2 separate regions of the Danio rerio genome follow, and region 1 is linked to region 2. The links are chromatin contacts, called in public HiChIP or PLAC-seq maps. All regions are on one chromosome and are shown on one strand. The core of a region is the stretch at or near the end of the contact, and the rest is flanking DNA. Distances in the headings are between cores, read along the strand shown. Region 1 holds the start of si:dkeyp-11e3.1. Region 2 holds the start of mmgt1 (membrane magnesium transporter 1).

Evidence for each region. HiChIP or PLAC-seq counts read pairs in DNA pulled down with a chosen protein or histone mark.
Region 1: a contact with region 2 is called in an H3K4me3 HiChIP or PLAC-seq map of gastrula embryo, with 4 times the contacts expected there. The contact joins the promoter of si:dkeyp-11e3.1 here to the promoter of mmgt1 in region 2. A contact is called at or near these places in 2 of 4 datasets of contacts at active chromatin or transcription factors (embryo and gastrula embryo).

The regions. Positions count from the first base shown.
Region 1 is chr14:36,274,912-36,277,943 of GRCz12tu, forward strand. It overlaps si:dkeyp-11e3.1, which reads left to right and starts at 1,317. Exons shown (of 4, transcript NM_001386249.1): 1 at 1,317-1,501; 2 at 2,755-2,931; 3 at 3,026-3,032. The coding sequence starts at 2,769. adgrg4a (adhesion G protein-coupled receptor G4a) reads left to right here. Exons shown (of 27, transcript XM_021481193.3): 26 at 1-5; 27 at 213-859. The coding sequence ends at 370.
Region 2 is chr14:36,126,556-36,129,854 of GRCz12tu, forward strand. It overlaps mmgt1 (membrane magnesium transporter 1), which reads right to left and starts at 1,463. Exons shown (of 4, transcript NM_205599.1): 1 at 1,331-1,463; 2 at 1-30. The coding sequence starts at 1,409. It overlaps slc9a6a (solute carrier family 9 member A6a), which reads left to right and starts at 2,241. Exons shown (of 16, transcript NM_001098256.2): 1 at 2,241-2,643. The coding sequence starts at 2,355.

The DNA of each region.
Region 1 (3,032 bases), core at 67-2,566, 150 kb after region 2:
TTCAGGTTTGGCTCACATAAACAACTAAATCTATTCTTTAACTATAATCAATAAATACAACTAAGAGAAATATTCTGATAGTAATTCTTCTTTTTACAAAAACCCACATAACGGCAAGAAATACAAAGAAGTGATCTTTAAAAATGTACTCAACAAGTGAACTTTTCCTATTTACAGTTAAAAAGATATATAAATGTACTCTTTTTTAATAGACTGGAGCCGTTCTGTGCCAAAGGGGGACAAAGGGAAAGGTGGTCTACAAGTCTCATCATCCATGAAGTCAGAAATTACCAGTGAAAGGAAGATCTCGGATACCTCAAACACAGGGACCAGCAATGATGACTTCCTGAAACAAGAGAGTAAACAATGAAAAAAATCAGAAGATTCATTTTTTTCTTTTGTAGTGATCTTAAATGAAGCCTTTGAAAAACTTCTACAGGAATTTCTAGAAAGCTCCTTGTTTCATTGATTTAAATCTGTCTCACTAATTATTTATTTATTTCTTCCAGCCAGGGAGATTAAATAAAGGCATAGTTCACCTAAAAATGAAAATGATGCCAACACTTACTCTCTCTTTACTTGTTTCAAACTGTTATGAGTTTCTTTTTTCTGTTGAACGCAAATGAAGATATTTTAAAGAAAACTGGAAACCTGTAACCATTGACTTTCATAGTAGGAAAAACTATGGAAAATTATAGCATTCTTCAAAATATCGTCTTACTCATAAAGGTTTGCAAACACTTGAGAGTGAGTAAATAATGAGTACATTTTCATTTTTGGGTGAACTATTCCTTTAAGAAGGTTATGTTATGTAATGTATGTAATGGAGTGTCATTTCAGTAATGCATTATCCATTTGTAAAAAAATATAAATAAATTATAAGTAAATACATAAAATATATACTTACTTATATATAGTTTAACAATGAAATAGCTTGATAAAAAAATTCTTGCTTTAGACTATCAGTATTAAAAAAAATTAGCAGGTTTTTTTCTGCCAGCGGTAATGAGAAGTGCTATAAAATTCAGATGTTTTGTACATAATATGCTACGTTAAGAGGGTTTTGGTTAATCCATCTGCATACTTTATATCAAGTTTGTTTGTCTTTGCTTACAGAATATTTATTAGATAGATACATTTGCAAACAAAATGACTGAAAACATTTTAGTCTGATCCGCAGTGTCAACGGTGAAAGGAAATAAAACAACATGTCCTAAAAACATTAGTTTTGTCAGTGTCTTTTTCCTGTGGAGTCGACAGTTAAACTCGTTCAGTCACATTCTACTCATACTGGTTAAAGTTCAGAGATTGACGCCCCGCGTTTAAGAGCAAAACGTGTCGCAGTTTAGTCGCCTGATCAGTTTAACTTCTGCTCAAAGAGAAACGATTTAACTGGTTTACCTGCAGCATGTTTACGTGGCGGATGTTACCTTTACTTTATCACTGTGATTCATCGGGTTGCAGCGATTAAAACGAGCAAGATCTCACATTTTTTGATACGGTGAGTATAAAAAAGTGGAGGCTATTTTCTGCAATCATTTCATTTTAAAATAACTGCAACATAAATGTAACGTTTCACCTTTTATATTTTACGTCTGAAAACATGCGTTTGTGGGTTTTAATATTATGCCAATTTCTAAGATTTCTTAATGAACTGAACTGCCGCATTGTTAACTAAATATTGCATTTAATACTGATTTAAATATATGTGTTTAATTATATAAATTACTATACCTTTAAATGTTGCATTTGTTGACTAATGTTGAATACTGTCAGAAAACTATCGTCGATCAAGGAGTCAAGAAAAGAACATATTTTAAATAATCTATTATACTATTTGCATTTATGTTATTAGAAAAAACTTAGACAATTCTTTGCATTTTCCAGAAATAAGTTTTAAACATAATTTACATAATTTGATAAATAACATATAGGCTACCTGCAAGTGATACAGGCGTAATCTTTTATTCATTAATAGCACATGATGTTTTCAAAAACTTATTTTCAAAAAGGAAGTTTCAAGTGCTATAGTTGAATCTATTTCATATTGTAGTATTGACTTATACAAGGAGCAATACATTTGTTACAATATTTATTCAGCTTTGGTAGTGTTATAATACAGCTTTTTATCTTCGTTTTATGTTAGCTCAGGCAAATAAAAAAACTATTTTAATAATGTAGTAGACGCTCAATATCCGTTGAAATTAGTCAATGCTTCCAACCTTTTATTAATTAACTGATAATGGTAACTATATATTCCATAATTCAGATTTTCACAGTAATGCTGTAGAAAATTATCCTTAAAAAGACTTTAAGAAAATTGTTCACAGTTATTTGTTTTTTAGTGTGAAGAACATTTAATTATCTATTTTGTTTTTATGTTACTTAAACTTAATTTAATAATTTAATCAGGTAGCTATACAAAGTTGAACTAAATATTTGCTAGTCTGCTTGACTGATATAAGTTTAAATAACAAGAAAAGCCTAACTAAAAAAAAAAAATAAGACAGCAATATATGATTTACAGTGTTTGGTGAAAATGTGGAGTATAAAGGTTCTTCAAGGAACCATTGATTCAGCTAAATTCTAATGATTAAATGCAGAACATAATACAGTCTGTGCTATTCTTATCCTTTCATTTATCAACCCCATACAAAAAACATCATAAAATGATGGGATGCTATTGCAATTTTACATTAAAAAACATAAAGTCATCACACATGATGAGCAATGTATGCTACACCATTCCTGCAGTATCTAGATTAGTGATGGAGGAGGATCTAATGAACCCAGTGGCTAAGAAAACTAAGGAGCAGTCCGGTAGTGTCCTTCTCACCTACTTCCAAGGAGACATCAACAGCATGGTGGATGAGCATTTCTCCCGGGCTCTGAGTCAAGCGGTGAAACCAAAGGAAAAGTCTGCTCAGACAAGTAACAGTTCTTTAACAGTATTCTCACGAAAAATATTCGACTTCTTGGTGAATTTAAACGTTGAATTATTATTATTATTATTTTATTTTATTAGATGGATC
Region 2 (3,299 bases), core at 213-2,712:
CCTTTTCTGTCAGTCTCATGTAGGATCGGTCTGGAAGAAAGAAACAAAGAGGTGTGACTGATAGCAAAACAGCAGCATAGCACCGTTGTAGCAAGTAGCATGATACCAACATTCATATACATTACTGGATATAAAGTCGGTTTTATATTCGGATATTCAGACATTCTTCTAAATAAAACATTTTCAGAAGTTTTTTTTTTGCAAATTCTAAAAAGAGAAATCATATTAGCAGGAAATGACTATCAAAGTGCAACATTGTTCACAGTGAATTAGATAGTGTTAATGTTGTTTATAAGTCATACTTGCATGCTAATTCCGATCGAATATTCAAAGTAACATGGTAAACAATGTAGAGACTGCTAATAAACGAATGTGCAATATAAAACCAATTTCACCTCTATCATTTATGGTACAGCCTGTTATATAATAGTAATGTGGACTGTTAAATAATGGTACTTATTTATCTTGTAAAACAGACCAGTGTAAACAACAAACATGCTTCATTATGAATGCCAGGCTAGTAATTGGAGATTTTACTTTGTAAGGCAGTCTCTAAAAAATGATATCGTTTCAATTATGTTACTTTTTATTGTGTTTTAAAAGATAATAAGACAGATAATTGTCAATTCTACGGGTCAGATACGCACAGATAAGACGAGTCTCTGTTCAATGAGTCGAGCAATGAGCCGAGCTATCGTGAACGTACAGAAACTGTCAAAGATTCAAAAACAATCGACTCAAATGAATCAATCGGACATCACCACGGCAAAAATAGCAGATGAAGCATTATTTGGAAAGAAAACAAATGCCGGTTGGGAGTTACTTGTGAATTAATGATACCTCACAAGAAATGTTAACAAACACGCTGTCTTTGTGGGTGTAGTTTGAATATGGTAATGTAACATAGCAAAGAGAATCAGGATACAATCTGAAATACAATTCATACTGCGTAACGTAATATTAAACGCATCGACAAACATTGGCACGATCTGATCGTTCACAAGTCTCAATCCGACAGACATGATCAGTGGTTTAAGCTAGAAGAGAACTTCTTTAGCGTTCATTGTGCTGTTATAAAGGTTGTGTCTCACAACCTAGCGAGCTGCCTACCTAGACAGCATTTTCGGGCAGACTACACGAGTGCGAGCGCACTCCAAAATGCTGTCTAGATAGTGAGCTCTGCAGTTTGAGTGCAGCTGGAGCTGTCATGAGCTCTGCAGAGAGAGAGAGAGAGAGAGGCCGCATCGCCGCCAGAGCACAATCAGCCCCGGCTACTCAGCAACAGAACAGTCTGTCCTCAACCTCCAGTTTCTGGATCAACAATACTTACGCTGTGCCGCTGAAAAAGCCGCGTGTGCCAAGGCGAATAGTCCTATACCGACAACACCTTTCCAGAAGGACGAGGCCATTTTCACTCGAGCACAACCGATCGAGCCAGTGGCGAGGCGCGTGAAGCACTCGTCAATGAGCGCTGCGTCATCACCGCCGCCGCACTAATCGCACTTCCGGTGGCCCACTGCCGCTTTAAAACGCAATTAAACCTGATTTAAACAGAACGCAGAAATAACTAACTGTGTAGACTTTCCAAGATGAATTTAACTGTTTTACAATAAAATATAATGTTAAAAAAGTCATGTTTCATGTGCTAATACAAACATTTATTTCCCCTTCAGTTTGAAACATGCAGTTTGTAGTTTCTAAAAAAAAATAACGTATAATATATTTGATTTCAGCTATGATTTAAACAACACAATAAAAAACTAAATAAAACACTCTTGTTTTAGTGTAAATTAAATAATACACTCCCATAGTTTTTATAAATATTTTGGATTTGTTTTTATGGTTTTTTATTACGTTTTTATGTATTTTTTTGCGTTCTATAACGGTAATTTTTTCACTTTTTTAAATTGCCATTTATATTTAATTGTGTTTTAGTTCAGTTTTAGTTTTATATTGATTTCAAAATGATATTTTGTTTTGCGTAAACTTTGACAGCAAATTCGACGTTTCCAGCTTTCATTTTTCACATTTTTTTAATATTAAGTATTTGTTGTATATTAAACAAGTTGTCTTTCTTATAAAAAACTAAAAATGAATTTTAATTTTGTTCGACAACAGTGACGATGCAGATAAATGTTAAACTTCTGCGCACCGTTTGTCCACCGATGACCGGCACGAACACATTTTGCTACGTTTTCACGTGACGTCAGTTCAGTGGGCGGGGCGTCGTCGCGAATCAGGAACAATCTCCAAGAGCCTATGCTGGTATCGGCTAAAGCCCCAGCCGATGTACAGCGATCGTAAACATCGCGCCTTCACCTTCTTACACCTTTACACCCAAAAGAAATGCAAACATGGGCTCTACAAGTGAAATGAAGGCAGTCGCGATGCGTGTCTGGAGAAGACTGCCCGTACATGTGTTTGTTTTGGCGAGTTCCCTCTGCCTGTGCCAGTGCGGAGCTGAAGAAGACAGCGCGATGGAGAATATCGTGACAGAGAAGAAAGCTGAAGAAAGCCACAGACAGGACAGCGCCGACCTTCTCATCTTCATCATGCTCCTCACCCTCACCATCCTCACCATATGGCTGTTCAAGCACCGCCGCTTCAGGTTTCTGCACGAGACTGGACTGGCGATGATATACGGTGAGAGGAAAGGCGTGATCGTCTGCATCTCTGCCCGCTCATTTGATGAAGTGTGCCGTGAACAGCGTCTTTTCCTATATAATAGCAACAGCTGCATGAGATCTGGTAGTTTTGGAGTACATCATGCTTGATTATGACTGTCCAAAGGGTAGTTTAGACACTGGAAAACAGGGCCTGTGTGCACAGTGTTGCTGTCCAGCAGGAGTTAATCTGCCTCACTGCTTTACCTGCGTATACTGGGCTGGTTAGTAAACAATGCGGCTAATTTAAATGGTGTCAAATTTTGAAGCTTTTAAAAGTTCCAAGACATGTGTAAAATCATATGAGTCTAAAGGGTTTCCACATGAAATTGAAATAAAGTTGGTTTTATTTTCGGAAATTCAGACTTTTTCCTTAATTATTTGATTTCAGAAAAGTATTATTTGCAAATTCTGAATAGTAAAATAATTTTATCAGCCAATGACTATAAAACTAAAACTTTTTATTTACAATGAATTAACCCCATCAAAGCTGAATTATTGCCCAGATCAGTATATTAGATACTTGAATATATGTTCCTAAGACTCTCATAAATGCCATTTCAACCAGGTCAATACCGTTGTACTGCTAAAACAATATAACAATGTGAAATTAAAAATAAAATAATTAATACAGAT